Linked DNA regions of Gasterosteus aculeatus: region 2 is linked to region 1. A link is a contact called in public Hi-C data. All regions are on one chromosome and are shown on one strand. The core of a region is the stretch at or near the end of the contact, and the rest is flanking DNA. Distances in the headings are between cores, read along the strand shown. Region 1 holds the start of LOC120810588 (double-strand-break repair protein rad21 homolog A). Region 2 holds the start of LOC120810184 (E3 ubiquitin-protein ligase rnf146).

The links. A called contact is a pair of places that touch in the nucleus more often than the background predicts.
Region 2: a contact with region 1 is called in a Hi-C map of liver, with 3 times the contacts expected there. The contact joins the promoter of LOC120810184 here to the promoter of LOC120810588 in region 1. A contact is called at or near these places in 3 of 6 Hi-C or Micro-C datasets (liver, skeletal muscle and whole body).

What each region holds. Positions count from the first base shown.
Region 1 is chr20:14,407,627-14,415,360 of fGasAcu3.hap1.1, forward strand. LOC120810588 (double-strand-break repair protein rad21 homolog A) reads right to left here and starts at 3,488. Exons shown (of 14, transcript XM_040165253.2): 1 at 3,154-3,488; 2 at 1,630-1,820; 3 at 1,188-1,317; 4 at 784-883; 5 at 556-662. The coding sequence starts at 1,773. LOC120810156 (exostosin-1b) reads right to left here. Exons shown (of 11, transcript XM_040164469.2): 11 at 5,521-7,734.
Region 2 is chr20:14,535,767-14,543,500 of fGasAcu3.hap1.1, forward strand. It overlaps LOC120810184 (E3 ubiquitin-protein ligase rnf146), which reads right to left and starts at 3,797. Exons shown (of 3, transcript XM_040164526.2): 1 at 3,658-3,797; 2 at 2,956-3,007; 3 at 105-2,801. The coding sequence starts at 2,789. The coding sequence ends at 1,650. It overlaps mdh2 (malate dehydrogenase 2, NAD (mitochondrial)), which reads left to right and starts at 3,976. Exons shown (of 1, transcript XM_040164527.2): 1 at 3,976-5,396. The coding sequence starts at 3,976. The coding sequence ends at 4,989. It overlaps rspo3 (R-spondin 3), which reads right to left. Exons shown (of 6, transcript XM_040164528.2): 6 at 5,757-6,808. The coding sequence ends at 6,585.

The sequences.
Region 1 (7,734 bases), core at 2,238-4,737:
AAGTAATTTGCGACTTTTTAAAAGCAGTATTCCCTGCATGCAGTAGCAGTTAATATATGTATTGTAAATCACAACTTAAACAATTATGTAATCAAATAAAATATGATACCAAAGCTACGTGCAACTGCTAGCACATTGAGGTTATACCTACTTTGTTAGAGCAATGTTTGGTTTATTTTCTGAAGAGGTACCAGAATAAAACATGGTTCTGTTATCAGGGAGCAGCTTAACAGTCAGGACCCGGGGGGGATTCATGTGAGGGGAACAACCGCATGGCTGGCTTACCCAAATAAAGAGTGACAATCAAAAGCAGCTTGTTTTCACATCTTGTCTGTATTTAAAGAACAAGCCAGTAGTGGTTATAAATAACTTTGCGTCTATCAACCCACCCACTGAAAGACTTAAATTGGTAATGTTCACGCAAAAGTTTGCAAGTTTTCTCCGCCAGTCAATTTCTGTTCATATGAATCACTGCAGCAGTCTTAGGCCCGCCTCCAAGTGCTCTCATTGGTTGAGACACATGCCCATCCCCGATATTTACATAGAGTGTCCTACCAAAGTCGTTGTCCTGCAACAGGCTGAGGTTGCCAACATCTTCCCTCATTGTGATCTCTTCTACTCTGCTCTGGTTTAGGGTGAACTGCTGGGCCACATCTATGTCACTGTTAGCAAAAATAAAATTAATAAATGAAAAAAATCTAGGATTAGTACAACAGCGGGTACTTAAATCACACAAACCAAAATTGGTGAATGAAATCTGAACTGTAGTTGAATTTAACTTACTCCAAATCAGGAAGTGGCTGGTCAAAGTCATGGAACTCTTCAGGTAAAGTGATGGCGTTGTACGCCGCCTCTCGGTTTTCCTCAGGGAGATCCACAACACCTGGACAGAGAAAAAAGTTCTAATATTGTTATAACAGACACATGTCCTCCGTGATCAAACTCCTCAAAGTCAGTGTGGGAAAATCAATCACACATTCAACTGCAGTTCATCTTTACAGTCTTGTATAACTGCTGGTTAAAGTGGTTAAAAAAAACGCGCCCCAGTGTCTTTAGAAACAAGGTTTCTTTCCAACTTTAACCTTGTTTCTAAAGGCACAAAGATGTTCCGTTTTGCCATCAGCCTGAATGCAGTAATGCCTTTCTTCCAGATTAGAGAAAGCACTTTGCTCATCTGTTCTTCTTACCTGGCCTAAAAGCCATTTTGATCTTGATGAAGGCTTCATTACAGTCGGCCAGCAGGTATTTGGCCTTCCTATGGTAGATTCTCACCACCCCTAGGAGCAGGTGACCAGACGTACGCAACGCCATCTTCACCTAAGAAAAAGGGGGGGAAATGGGAAAATTAAACAAAGACCAGGCACGTTGTGAGGGTACATTTGCTTTGCTCAAAAACAACACTGAATGGTATCAGCATATATCAACATTGTACAGGAACGAGGTACTTTGAAAGAGGTCCTTGCAAACACACTGGAGGGCAACCGTTGTATGAAGGCAATCCAATTTGTTGATGGAGCATTAACGCTGCTGTAACTAGTCTCCATTCATTCTTCTTTGTCTTTGGTAGAATATTCTTTTGAAAATGAATTAATTTTAATAATTGGGAGGCAAAAAATGTTGTCTCGTTACCTTCGGTGAGATGATGCTCTCCACGCTGCTCTCAAGGTTGCATTCAAACACATGAGCCTTGGTCAGCTTCTTGTCCCAGTGGGCCGCTAGCCAGATCTTGGCCAGCGGCCCACGTTTGCTGAGGACAAAGTGGGCGTAGAACATTGCCCTGGTTGCCCTGGCTCACACACTCACACTGTGGTATGGTTCACCTGAGGAGGGAGGGGGTATAAACACATCAGTGATTAGGAGGGAGATGCATTTCCAAAACAATGAGGAGAAACGAAAGAAAAGAATAATCAAAATGCTCAAGACATGTTCAGGATGAGCAGATTGACTGCTGAACAGAACCAATGCGTAGCGATTACAAACATGTGGATCCTATTAGCTGTTATAACGATCAATTCTTATTGTGCTCATAATGCCATTAGGGAGGCAGTTAACAGCAATTGTGTGATAAACCGATCACAAGAACCAAGTCACCACGACTGGTTTTCAAAAATGCAGATGAACTTGGCTGGTGGAGGAAGTCCAAATCAAAAGGTCCCTCGAATAAGCAAAGCAAATCGGGGGGAAAAATAGAGTCATCGATTTATTGAGACCAAGGTAGCCAACATGGTATTAGCTATTAGTAAGTAATGGTAGTATCTGAAGAGGTGGTTACGGTTTCATGGGCGCCTGGTTACACTTGTTACGGGAGAGTTGTGCGCTCTCTCTCTGTCTCTCTCTCTCGATGTAACGTTACGGGTTTGATTGAAACGAATGTTAGGTAGTCTCTTGTTGGATCATTAACTTAGGTTAACTAACTTAACTAGCGTGTGATCAGGTATCATCTGGCTCCCGCAAAGCACATATTTTGCCCCTGGTTGTTCTGAATATGGTCAAAGCTAACTTGAAACGTTATGTAAGATGTAACTCTAAATCACGACACAGCGTAGTATTTAGAGGGATATAATACAATTTTAAATCAAAACAAGCTTTTTCCCCAGACAAAACATTGGAATTGCACATGTAACAGCTAGTATAAAACACGTAAGCAATAATCTAGACATATGAATAATCACTTCATAACTCGCGCAAACAGATTTTTTTGTTAAAAGAGACGTGTGTGTGGTTATGTAACGTTAGACACGTAAGTTAAGTTAATACGGTGTAATGCGTTAAGAGCGCCAAGGGTTGGTCAACGCCAGGAAATAGTCGGCGCCATCAAGTGGGATGAACTAAAACTAGCCGCCAGCTAACTACAAAACGAGAAAGGAAACCATTCATACGGGTTTTATTTAATTAATCTTACGTTAAAACAACGGACAAAAACACAGCTCGCATGTGAAAAAAACCCAGAAAGCGCGCCGGAACAAGGCGCCAATGAAACACTGGCGTTACTCATACTTTTCCCCTCATTCAGCACAACTGTATCGTTAGCAGGTGGCTAACGGCTCCCTGTACAGTGAAGGCCGCAGCGGACCCACACAAACGTGCATGCTTATCTCGGCCCGCAGAACACACATAACCTCGCGTAAATATTCCCGCTGCAAACACACTTACCGGCTGCTCCCCCTTTACAGTGAAATTATAATGGCTATGTGAATCCTCCCAGCGAATTATCCCCTGTTGTACTCATTAAAACAGCCAAGATGGCGCCAGTCGCCTTCCTCCCGCTCACCGCTGTCCTTTTAAAATCGGCAGGATGTTTACAGTCAAAAATGGCGGAGGAGGAGTCTGCGGAGTGTGAGGGGCCGACGCAGGCAGACAGCCCGCTGTTCGCACCGAGCGCAGATAGGGGGCGCTGTGGCCCAGTGCTCAATGCCCACCGGAGACACGGACGGTGCTTGACATGTGATCAATACTAATAATGGTCACACGCTGTGTTCCCTCACACGTAGTAACAAATTAGTCACCTGACTCACCTTTTGTCTGTCGGAACTGCTTTTGTTAGAAAAATATTTTTATTTTTCGCAGGGTTCACTTCCAACAAAGGTTGCACGCGGCTGTTGTGCTCATGGTATTGCGTTTTTGTGGATGTGAATGTGACGGACAGGTGTCCCATCTGTCAGCTAATGTTTTGAAAGACAGCAGATCCAGATGTTGGAAGCTCCGGTTATGACCCACAGCCAGCACATCACCAGACCACGCACACCTTTATCACAGCAGACGTTCTGACATGTCATCAGTGGAATTGCAGATTGCATCTGAGGCCCCTGAACTATTGTGCATGCTACACTTAAATAGAACATCAACATGCCCACCAGAAAAACAAATTCAAACAGATACACAGGTGAGGAGAATCCCAGAGAGACTGAACTGAATCATCTACAGTCAAATATGCATCTGCAGTAGAAGAAGTGCTGCCAGTTGACCATGTTTATGGTGCAGCAGCAGCAGCAGCGCTCCCTGTTAGTGTGTAAATAAAGGTCTCGTTATCTGCATGGTGTGAGAATTTACTCATCAAATCCTTTCAGTCCTATTCAATAAAGCAACATGCATTGCTAGATATCTGCAGTGACGGTACAGATGATAAAACAAGGTAAACTCCCAAGGCACTTGAGCGGCGTGATAATCATCACAATGGCAGGATGATAACACAGACGCATGTATGGCTTCGAGGGAAGAACTAATTCACTTCATGTATTTGAATCCGTGCCGATATGCTCAGAAGTCAATCACATCATCGTTATCACACACATTTTAGCATTGCACAGACTCAACGGCTCATTGTTAGATAAATGAATTATTGATCTGAGCTTAACTATTAAACTCCAGAATTGAAAGATAGCAAAGGCAAGAGGGACAATAATGACTTTTTAAAATGGTGTTTAATTAAAAGCTGGGTGGAGCTTTTACAACGTGTTGCCGATTCATGATAAATCAAGTTATTTTTCCCTATCAGACATCTACACAGCCTGAGACAAAGCAGTCACTTCAGCACGGATGCTTCTCTGCATTAAATGAACCACTGCGTCGACGCACCACGGGGTGAGTCACAAAGCCCCGGACATCTGATTCTCTCTATGCAGCTAAAGTGTATCATTTGTGTAGTACAGCTGTATGGAGTAAAACAGGCTGCGGTTTGGATGCGCTGAAGCATTCTTGTACATATGTGGGCTGGAAGACGCAATGCACATGTATCCAAATGAAGGTCGATTGAAGTCACATTCCCATGAAATCAATCGCTTTGACTAAAATTGCCATAATATGCTCATGTTTGTTTAGTGTAGGAAAAGTAGGAAAGAATGGGCATTTGCTCCAATTTCTTCAAGTATTGAAACTTTTCTCCTTGGTTTACAACAAAACACATTTATTTCCGGTCACCATGCAAACAAAAAGCCTGTAAAACATTTGGATCTCTTGGGGATTCTTTCTGATTCGGTTCTTAGACCATCCAGGGTGGACGTGGTCTTGGAGTGATGTCCAAATGGTTTTCCTTTGGTGTGTTACTGTATAATCCAGCTCCAAAATACCGCACAGCTTTTTGTTTCATGAGTTTTGCCCAGTTTAGTGTCCATCTCCGAGTGTGTGTGCGTTTTGGGGGTTTCTCTCTTGTAGCTTGGTTGGCAGCTCTCGTGCACCATGGGATCATCCTGGAAAGATGCTGTTATTTATGCAGCGTGTCTAAACCGATCATTCTGACACAGATTTATGTAAACACAGCAGTTTCCTGGCATAGGAAAAGGAGTGCACGTGCATGCACACGCACAGCCGAAGGTATTATTTAGTTTGGCTCTCTCAGAGGGAACACTACATAAACCCCAACATGCAAAATATGTTTGGGGAAGCCTGAGAACGGGCTGCCAGTCGGAAAGGACGAGGGATCGCAACGTAGCTCTTTTGCAGCGCAGATTTGTAGTTCTAATACCGGACATTACAGATATAAAATGGTCAGAAAATATACATACAAAAGAAAGGCAATTCATATCAAATATTTTAATTGATTTATTTTTGTTTTTATAAAATTATTTTACAAAATTGTGATTCATTTCCCTCCATCTTTCCATTTTAATTTCTATAAAATTAGGTCTGCGGTTACAGAAGAGGGAAGGAAGCAGGCAGAGATTCAGTCGGGACTCAATCCTGTCTGATAAATACTGTGTGCGATTGAATGAAGTGAAAGAAATGAAATGTATTATTATACTTATGACAACCATATGATTCAAGGCAGTAGTGTAAAAACTGAAGAAAACAGAAAAGGCGGGAATGTCATTATCCGATCTGTGGAGGAGTCTCAGTAGCATTTCAGTGTTGAATACAATCATTTGGGGAACCATTATGTTTTACTCGATATCGATAAAGAAAAGAATAAACTATCAAATGAAAACAGGGATGCGTTTCTTGCACAAGGTAGATGGGGGAAAATAAAATATTTAGAAAAGGGTACTTCTGAAGGCACATCAATATATAACCCTGTGGGCCTGTGAGACGACACAGAAGAGATATCTTAAATATTGCACCAGGTTCATTTCTGAAATACGGTTCTGTTTACGACCATTGAGCTGTCTGGATAGCGGTTTAGTAATACTAGGATTGTTCCGTTTGCTTTCAACATGTGAAAAAACACCATGCAGCCCCGGACTTTCACACATACACCATTTCTTGCCCCCCCCCAGTCTTTCTCGTCTCGTTTATACAGACAGGAAAAGTTCCTTGGAATTCATGGTATTCCTTCAATTAGCTAAGAAAATATGAAAGCTAAATCACAGATGACCGATTGGCACACGTTACAGTGAAGATGTAGCTTACCAAAATGACCTAAATGATTCATCGTCCTCCAAAATGTGTGGCGGTGTGGGGGCAGGTGTGGTCCGCTGTCTCCAGAAATGTTGCTGGCTTTACAGCAATAATCCAGCGACAGATGTACTCAGAGTTAGAGACGAAGGGTCAACATTTTCAGATATGTTTGAGTGACAGAAAAAAATGACTCATGGTTTATGAAACCAACCGAAATATTTTCAGTCAATAAACCTTGTGATCCATCTGGAAAATTAAATTAAAATCGTTTGCGTTCCGGCGACTCGTGCATCTTCCATGTACATATTTGCAGTTAGATACAATTATCAGATTGAGAAAACAAACAGAAAATGTTGACATTTATAAATATAAACATGGAACCAACTTTCACATCCTGGTCTGACACTTTGTCTTTATACCGTGTCCAAAGCCCAGTAGAGATGAAGGAACATGATAACCAGAGACACAAAATTGGCTTTCTGCAAAATGTACTCATGAAGAAATACGACAAATGCAATTAATTAAAAACTTGCAACCTGCAAATGTCTTCCCTGTGCCTTTTAACAGTATCAGAATTTGTGGGAAAATTCCTGCCAATTTGTTAAGAAGATAAAGAAGTCGAGTTAGTCCGATGCCAACACTTGCTGAAAGCTCAAGTCAGTGGACGACATGAATTTAGTCTGTGGCATAAAGACGATGGTCGACCGAGCCCAAAACGATCACATCGGTTCCCTCTTCAAAGGGACCCCGGGCCGGTTGGACGAGAAAGCTCAGCCTCCCCAAACCAAGGCAGCTGGTGTCCCTTAGACCAGCACAATATTGAAGAATGGCACCTCATGATTATTTTGTTTGTCGATTGAATACAAATAAGTCTTCATTTTAGTTTGGCAAGGAATCAAGAAAGATGCTGACTTGAAGAACTTACTAAGAGAACCATTATCCCATCAATTATACAGCCAGTCGCGAGAAAACAAACACAAAAGGTGCTCCTTCTGCACAATGACTTTCCCGCACTCCCAGACCCAAACGCCGTTCGATAAACCCGAGGCACTGTGACCATCAAATGGATGATCAGAACTCATTTCTGTGGTGGAGAGGGTCGTCATTGTCCTCTCTGCCCACCTGCTATTGGTTTTAATCAAGACGATATAGGGGGAGAAGTGCTGGCCATTCATTCACCGAGTACAAAACAATCGTCATGATCATCAATAATATTCCATCAGAGAGACTTTCAGCGACCTGCGTGCACAGAGCAGGACACACCGCACAGAGACCAGCGGCCTGCTGGTGAGCTCATGCAGGCGGTACTCGTGTGAGTAAGGGGAAATCTGTTCCAGTTTCCGGTCCTCCTCGGGGGGGGGACACAACCCATGTGCTCTATCGTCTGCGCCGTGTCCAGAGAGA
Region 2 (7,734 bases), core at 2,547-5,046, 130 kb after region 1:
TGATAGTTAAGTGTTAAATGAGTTTACTAAATATATATTTAAATAAAAACAAGACATGTACCTTGTTACACAGCAAAAAAGGAAGAATTTACTTACAAATATACTTTTTAGGATGATGAAATAAAATTTATTCTTAAGTCACAAACCATGTAAGAAATTTGCAGAGCAAAAAACATAAAAAAAACACATAGTTACATAAACTTTATTCTTTAGAATGAAAAGTCAAAGACTGAGCTGATGATGGCTAAAAAAAAGAAATAAAAAAAACTTGAAAATCTACAGAGTGGCCAATAGCAACTGACTGCCTCTGACATCATACAGCTTGACAACCATAAGAGACATAACACAACATTATTTGTTAAAACAAACTCAAAAATGTACTCTCCTCATCCTGCCGACTTCAAACATGCACGAATCACAAAACATTAGAGACACTCCAATTGAGAACACTTCAGTCAGGGACAGTAAGAATACTTGTGAGGCTACAGGGGCCTCGACAGCTTTAATAATGAAAACACGGATACTTCACATTCAAATTATTTAAAGCTGGAAAAGGCTCAAAATCAATTCAATATGCGCTTCTATATTGCACATTAATTTGTTAACGATAGAGATTTCAGAAGCTGTAGGTTAATTACAATCAGATCAAAGAGCAACCATCAGCAGGGAGCCAGAATATCCTGCAGGCTCTTGAGTTGCAATGTTGTAGCACATAAATTGAGAAGTTAAACATTGCTGACAAGCAAAGTACAAATGTTTCCTTTTCTTTATCTGGATAAACAACCTAAAAAGCTTTTCCTCAAACAATCTGCTCGGAAATGACCCAATTTCCAGACATTAGAAGGAAAGCCTTCATTATCAGTTCAATCCAAAGTAAGACAAAATTGGTTAGGAACTATTTATTATCAACTGTTAAATTCTTTGCATGAGTAGTCGGGTGACTTGAGCTCTAACAAGCCCATTTCTGTGTGCTATGTTAGCTGAGCGAGTTAACGTCTAGATGATTCAAATTCAGCTGGTTCCATTCTCAGGAGTAACGTCCCAATTCATGCTTTTTCCCTCGAATGTCACTGACCTGACTGGACTCCCTCGAGCCCTCTGGGTGGGAGGATAATCAATTTACAGACGAGACTTCCCTGGATAGGCAAGGCAGCAGAGTGGGAAGTCATTTTCACCATTTAACGTCCATTTCTGTGACATTTTTAAACGACATGATATGCCTTCAACCAAATGAAAAAAAAAAAAAGTGAACAGACTGATGGCAGCTGAGCAGCACAAAACGTTTGTGACCTCACATGATTTGCTGGACAGACTATTATGAGACGTCACGGCTCACACCAACATGCAGCATCCATCGGACCAAATAGCAGGCTGTCCCTCCCGCCTCAGTACTAGAACCCTCAACAGTGATTCTACTTATCTATATATATTGGATGAGATTGGAAACAAACCATCCAGATACATCCTGAAATATTGTGAGCAAATTTAGTGGTTTATCTCAAATATGAGAGTAGGTTATGTTTAACTTCTCTTTTTCCGAGCAAATCTACTCATCCGATCCGTGACGGGAGTAAATGACAGCATACAGCGAGGAATAAATTAATGAAATGAAAAATAGCAATTTGTTGATGGAGGCCTTAATGACGACTTCACACTTCAGTCACCGTGCACTGGCCGTCAGGCATTCTGGACCTTCCACTGCTACTGGACGAAGGAGGCGACGCAGACTCAGCGCCAGGAGGGGTTCTGTCCTCTGGAGTCAGTCTTTGCCTCCGTGGTCTATCCTCCCAGGGCTCTACACGCTCGCCATCTCCCCCCTCCTCCTCCTCTTCATCATCATCATCGCTCCAGTCTCCAGAGCCAGACTCGTCCACAGAGGTGTGAGGGTCAGAGGACCTGGAGGGTGAGGCCTCCTCTTCCTCATCTTCTTCCTCCCCTTCCCCAGCATCAGACCGCTCGTGAGAAGGTGTGGGCCTGGGTGTGATTTGCAGTTGGGAGAGAGCATCCTCCACAGTGGGGCTGCCGCTGCTGGCGCCCGGCTGGGCGCCAAGGGAGGTGGGAGGTCTCGTCGGTGCTGCGACAGTAGAGGGTATACCTGTAACCTGCTGCTGTGCACCGGCTACTGTCATATCCGCTCCATCAGCAGAGCTTTCCCGACCTGCTGCCCCAATGGCCCCAGTAACACCCTCTGTGTCCAAACGCAGTCCCGCCACTCCCTTCTTGGGGATATCCAAAACGTCCCTTTTCATCTTGCGCCTACGACCGTGCTCGTTGCGCCTGTATTGCACCATGTTCTCCAAGTCAGCTACATATAAAAACCCAGCAATAAGCATTTCAGCGGTTTTCTTGCCCTTGGAAAAAGCGTCCTCCAGCTCGCGGCTGGTCCGCTCGTCATACTGCCACCAGCCATTACGGCCCTCGTAGTACCAGGCGTGATCACTGGCTGCCCCTCCCCTGCCTCCCGCCGACGCCTTCAGCTCCTCCGGAGAGAGAAGTGTCGGCCTTTCCAGGAAGTCATCCGGTACTTCCTGTCTACAGAGAGCACAGCGTTTGCTCTGCCAGGACGCTCCTTTTACGCACAGGAAACAGAAGACGTGATGGCACGGTAGTTGGACTGGGTGGACGCAGCTCTGCAGACAGATGGCACACTCCGGCACAGACAGGGCTGGGGACGGGTTACTGGAGCCTGAGCATGACGATTCGGCACTGTTCCCACTTCCACCGTTATTGCCTTTCTTACTGGATGGAAGCGAACTGACAGAGTGGTCTACCTCTCCACAGCTAGCCATCCTGAGGAAGTACTGAGGAACGGGGGGAAATGCATATTATAAACTGTAGTTAGATATATCCACTATTTTAATGCGGGTGTCAAGATCACATTTAACTGTCACGGTCACTAAATAGCAAACAATTAGACTATCATCTATGTAAACAAGGCTGATAATTGTTACCTACCGGAAGTGCCTCAACACTGATGTAGCATGAGGAGAGTTGATGGATCCTTAAGCTGGGGAAGCAAAACAAAACGTAGCGTTATTCGTTTTTCAGGCTTTACAGTGTCAACGTCAAACCTCATTTGACAACGGACATCTTATATGATAAAATAAGGTGGACTTTTAACCATACGCTGACAGCCATTAGCATTAGCTACTAATAAGCATTAACGTCAACTCACTTAAGCTAGCGCTTGCTAAATTACTGGAGTCTGTGGAACAAAAAGGGTTGCACTGAGAACAGTCTGGAGAAAATAAGTGTCAGCGTGTTGTCATTATATTGGGGCAAACACCATGATTAAGACACCGCTGTTATGAACACGACAGTCGAGTAAAACCCACTGCGAACCATCTAACGTTAATAGAGACACTGGTAACAAGCTACAAGCTAACTAGTTTAGCTAAAGTAAGAGCCAAAAGCAGCAACGAAAGGGAAAGAAGATTGTTGTTAACGTCACAAGTCAAACCGAACACAGGTACTTTCTGGCAAAGGGACCATAACAACACGACCTGTTGTGGCTAACGCTGGTTGGGCTGATAGCAGCATTCTGACTCCAGCAAATAGACGGAGTTCAACTGACGGTGCTAGCTTAACGTTATTTTATGAGGGCGTCAAAAACAGCAATTATTTTGTCACGACAGAGACGATGCGTGCGTACCGTACCGTCAAACGTTGCTGTGGTGTTTCTTTTGCGAAGATACGATTCGTGTAACGCCACTGATTCCAAGCGCTAGCTGGCCGACCTCCAACGTTTAACGGGCTTTGTTTTCCTCCGAAAACGGAGCTGACATAAAGACCACGACGTGAGAATACGCGATGACGCAGCTCGACGTCAAACGCGCGACGCTTATATTCCGCGCATGCCCGTGAGCACCACTTCCTGTTGGCTGGTGACTAGAGGACGTTGGTGTCACAGAGGAGAGCGGCTCAGCAAGCGTCTTTATTTCCCACTTAACTAAGAAAAGAAGCAACAACGACGAAATGTTTGTCCGTGCCGTGAGACCCACCGTGAGCCTGGCGCGAAGCCTCTCCACCTCTTCGCAGAACAACGCCAAGGTGGCGGTGCTCGGCGCGTCGGGCGGCATAGGCCAGCCGCTCTCCCTGCTCCTCAAGAACAGCCCCTTGGTGAGTCAACTGTCTCTGTACGATATCGCCCACACCCCCGGCGTGGCCGCTGACCTCAGCCACATCGAGACCAGGGCCCAGGTGACCGGCCACATGGGTCCGGGTCAGCTGGACGCTGCTCTGCAGGGCTGCGACGTGGTGGTCATCCCGGCCGGCGTGCCCAGAAAACCCGGCATGACCCGCGACGATCTCTTCAACACCAACGCCACGATCGTTGCCACCTTGGCCGACGCCTGCGCCCGCAACTGCCCCGAGGCAATGATCTGCGTCATCGCCAACCCGGTCAATTCCACCATACCCATCACATCAGAGGTCATGAAGAAGTATGGCGTTTACAACCCCAACAAAGTTTTTGGTGTCACCACCCTGGACATTGTCAGAGCGAACGCCTTCGTGGCCGAGCTCAAAGGTCTCGACCCGGCTCGCGTCAATGTGCCGGTCATTGGAGGTCATGCCGGGAAGACCATCATTCCCCTGATTTCCCAGTGCACACCGAAAGTGGAGTTCCCCGCTGACCAGTTGGCTGCCCTGACAGGCAGGATCCAGGAGGCCGGCACCGAGGTGGTTAAGGCCAAGGCCGGCGCTGGATCCGCTACCCTCTCCATGGCCTACGCTGGGGCCCGGTTCACCTTCTCCGTCCTGGACGCCATAAACGGAAAGGAGGGTGTGGTGGAATGCGGGTATGTCCGATCAGAGGAGACGGAGTGCAAGTACTTCTCCACCCCTCTTCTCCTGGGGAAGAACGGCATCGAGAAGAACCTGGGATTGGGCAAGCTGACTGCTTTCGAGGAGAAGCTGGTGGCCGATTGCATTACCGAGCTGAAGTCTTCCATCAAGAAGGGAGAGGATTTCGTGGCTAATATGAAGTGAACGGGGAGGCGTTAAGTCGGTTGAGAAAGAAAAGCTTTTGTGAATGGTAGTTTGTTTTGTCTCAACTTTAACAGCATCTGTCAGGATTTCCCCTTTTGTTTAACCATTGGGGTCATTTTGATGAAGAAATCCTGGTTTTAACCAAGGTCCTAAAGTATCATCCCCAATATGTTTTCAAACATTGCTTTATCTTGCACTATAATTACTGTACTGTGACTTAGATATATTTTTTGCGAATGTCAAAGTTGGACAGAATTTCATATATTTTCATGTAAAGTCTGTATTAACGGGATTTCTCTGCTTAATGACTGAGGAGGAAATACTATTACCATGCCTGTTGATGCTATCAGATGTTAATGATGAGCAAAATATTCACTCCACCAATAAACAGTCTAGCTTTAAATAAAGCAACTGGTTTCTTTTTATTTTACAAAAGAATTTGGCTTGTAACTGTACAACAAAACACTGACTGAATCCTAATTACTTTTTCTAATTAAGCTAATAGTTATCACCCCTCATTTAAATTGGTCATTCAAACTACTGTTGTAGTTGAGGAACGTTTGCGCTACAATTAGTTATATTTACTGTGCTGAAAAATAATTGAGGAGACAAAACGCAATCTACTCTTAATTTTTGACTTTCATGATGACTGCAGGTATCACTACTAATTTAGCAGGTGGTAATTTGTCACGTTTCTGTTGAACAACTTCTAGTTGGTGTATTCTAATTAGGGAAACAGCCCACGGCGACGAGAAAGCAGACACAGGTACAAACCCATTATAGTTTTATTTGACATACAGGTGCTTTTTGGTTCTTAACCGAGGGGCTTAACGGAAAGCACAGTTTTCATTTACACAAAAGAAAAACCAATGTTGGATAAGATTCCTCACGTATCTAGATAAATCTTTTTTGACCAAGACAGAACACTTGTTTTCAGTCTGTGACCACGCTGGTTTGATTCACTGCAGGTTCTCCCACATCTGTGGCTTGCAGTGATTTTGAAGATGTCAACAAATGGCAGTAACAAACTCACTTTTTATTTTTTTTCTTTACAAATTCTGCACCAAATAAAATAAAGCAAAGAGCTCTAATGAAACGGGAACAACAATAATAAACAATTGTTCTACATAATGTTGCAAAATCTACAAAAAACCAAGATGCGCGACGTTGTTCCAGGGCCCCCTTTAAATATCCGTATCAACAAGCGCGTCGTACAAAGTCTTTGCTGCTCTTTCCGTCTGCACGACTCCACACAGGCGCTCCTCTCTTTGTTCTTCAGTACCGACAGCAGAGCCGCTCTCTCAGTGGTGGAAGTGAAGCGGGAGAAGCTACAGGGTAGAATAAAAAAAAAAAACCCCACAACTACTCTTTGTAAGTCCATAGTGGCCCGAGCCTTTTGGCTGCACGTGCCCTGTCCCGCTTGTGCATAAACATTTTATTCAAATCATACAGGTAGCAGCAACACCCCTGCAGAGAGGGGTCGAGGAGGGTGAACAGTGGGTGACGATGGGAGGGAGGAGGGGAGGGGGGGGTTTAGGAGAGAAGGAAGAATGGGAGGGAAACAGGTCGGCGATCGTACAGGTCTGTCCGAGGCCCTACTGCACCAGGCTGTCTTCGGGGGAGGCCGGGTCTGTGTCGTGGCCTCTGCGATGTCTGTGCTCAGTTTTGTTCCTGTTATCCAAGTCTTCGCGTTCACCTGTGTCTCTCTCCCTCTCTTGCTCCCTTTCTCTCTTCCTCTCCCGTCGCCCCTCTTGGTTCTCCTTATCTTTGCGGTTGTTGCGATTCCTCCGCTCCCTCCGCTCATTCTTCTTCCGTCCTCCTGGGAGTTAAGAGAATTACATAACAAGGATTAGTAAAGCAGGGGAAAGGGGGCAGGCGTGTCACACCCCCTTGCATGTCAAGAATCTTTAATTATTATGCGTTTCTGACTAAGAAGTCCGTATTCAGTCTGTAATACGTTGTACGTATGTCATATTTCAGCTTGGGAGACTGAAACATAAACATTCCAAGATGAATTCTTACAGTATTTCGCCCTGGCTAAATAGATTAAAGCAGCTGTAGATTCTAGTTGCTGGGGGTCATAGCCTTAAAGAACTGAATGCATCAGAGGAACCCTGCGTATCATGATGCTCGGTGTTCACCACTAGATGCCAGTCTTTACCCACGGACACCCGCCCTCTCCCTCCCTGTGATGAACAGAGCTTTGTCCAAAATAGAAAACCTTTTAAAAAAAAGCCCCCAATTTATCTGTTCTTGCAACATCATCTCATAAACAAAACCAAGTTTTGGAATGCTTAAGGTTTATCTCTCCTCGGGCTACAGTTATTAATGATAATAACAAGATCCACCCCCAGGGAGGTTGGAGACGGGACCTGCAAGTGAAATCAGAGGAGGCCCTTTCCTGTTTTTCTACTGCTGCTGTTCATGTGTGAGTGGAACGGAGCAGCACGGCCTGCTTGCACCGGGTGGCTGGCTAGTCGGGGATTGTGAAACTGCTGAAGTCGGCAGTAGGCACAGACAGAGGGAGAGAGAGAGAGATAAAGGGAGGGGGAGAAAGCGATCTCTCTGTCTCTCTCCCGTTTAAACCCCCCCCCCCCCCCCCCCCCCCCTACGTTCATCCTCTCCCTCCCTCTCTTTTCATTAATCAAGGGAGGGCTCTGGTTGGGCCATGGGGCCTTGTCTGACCCACGCATTCTAGGCTAAAGATACCGCGCTCTACCTGCCCACTGTGTTTAATCAGGATCT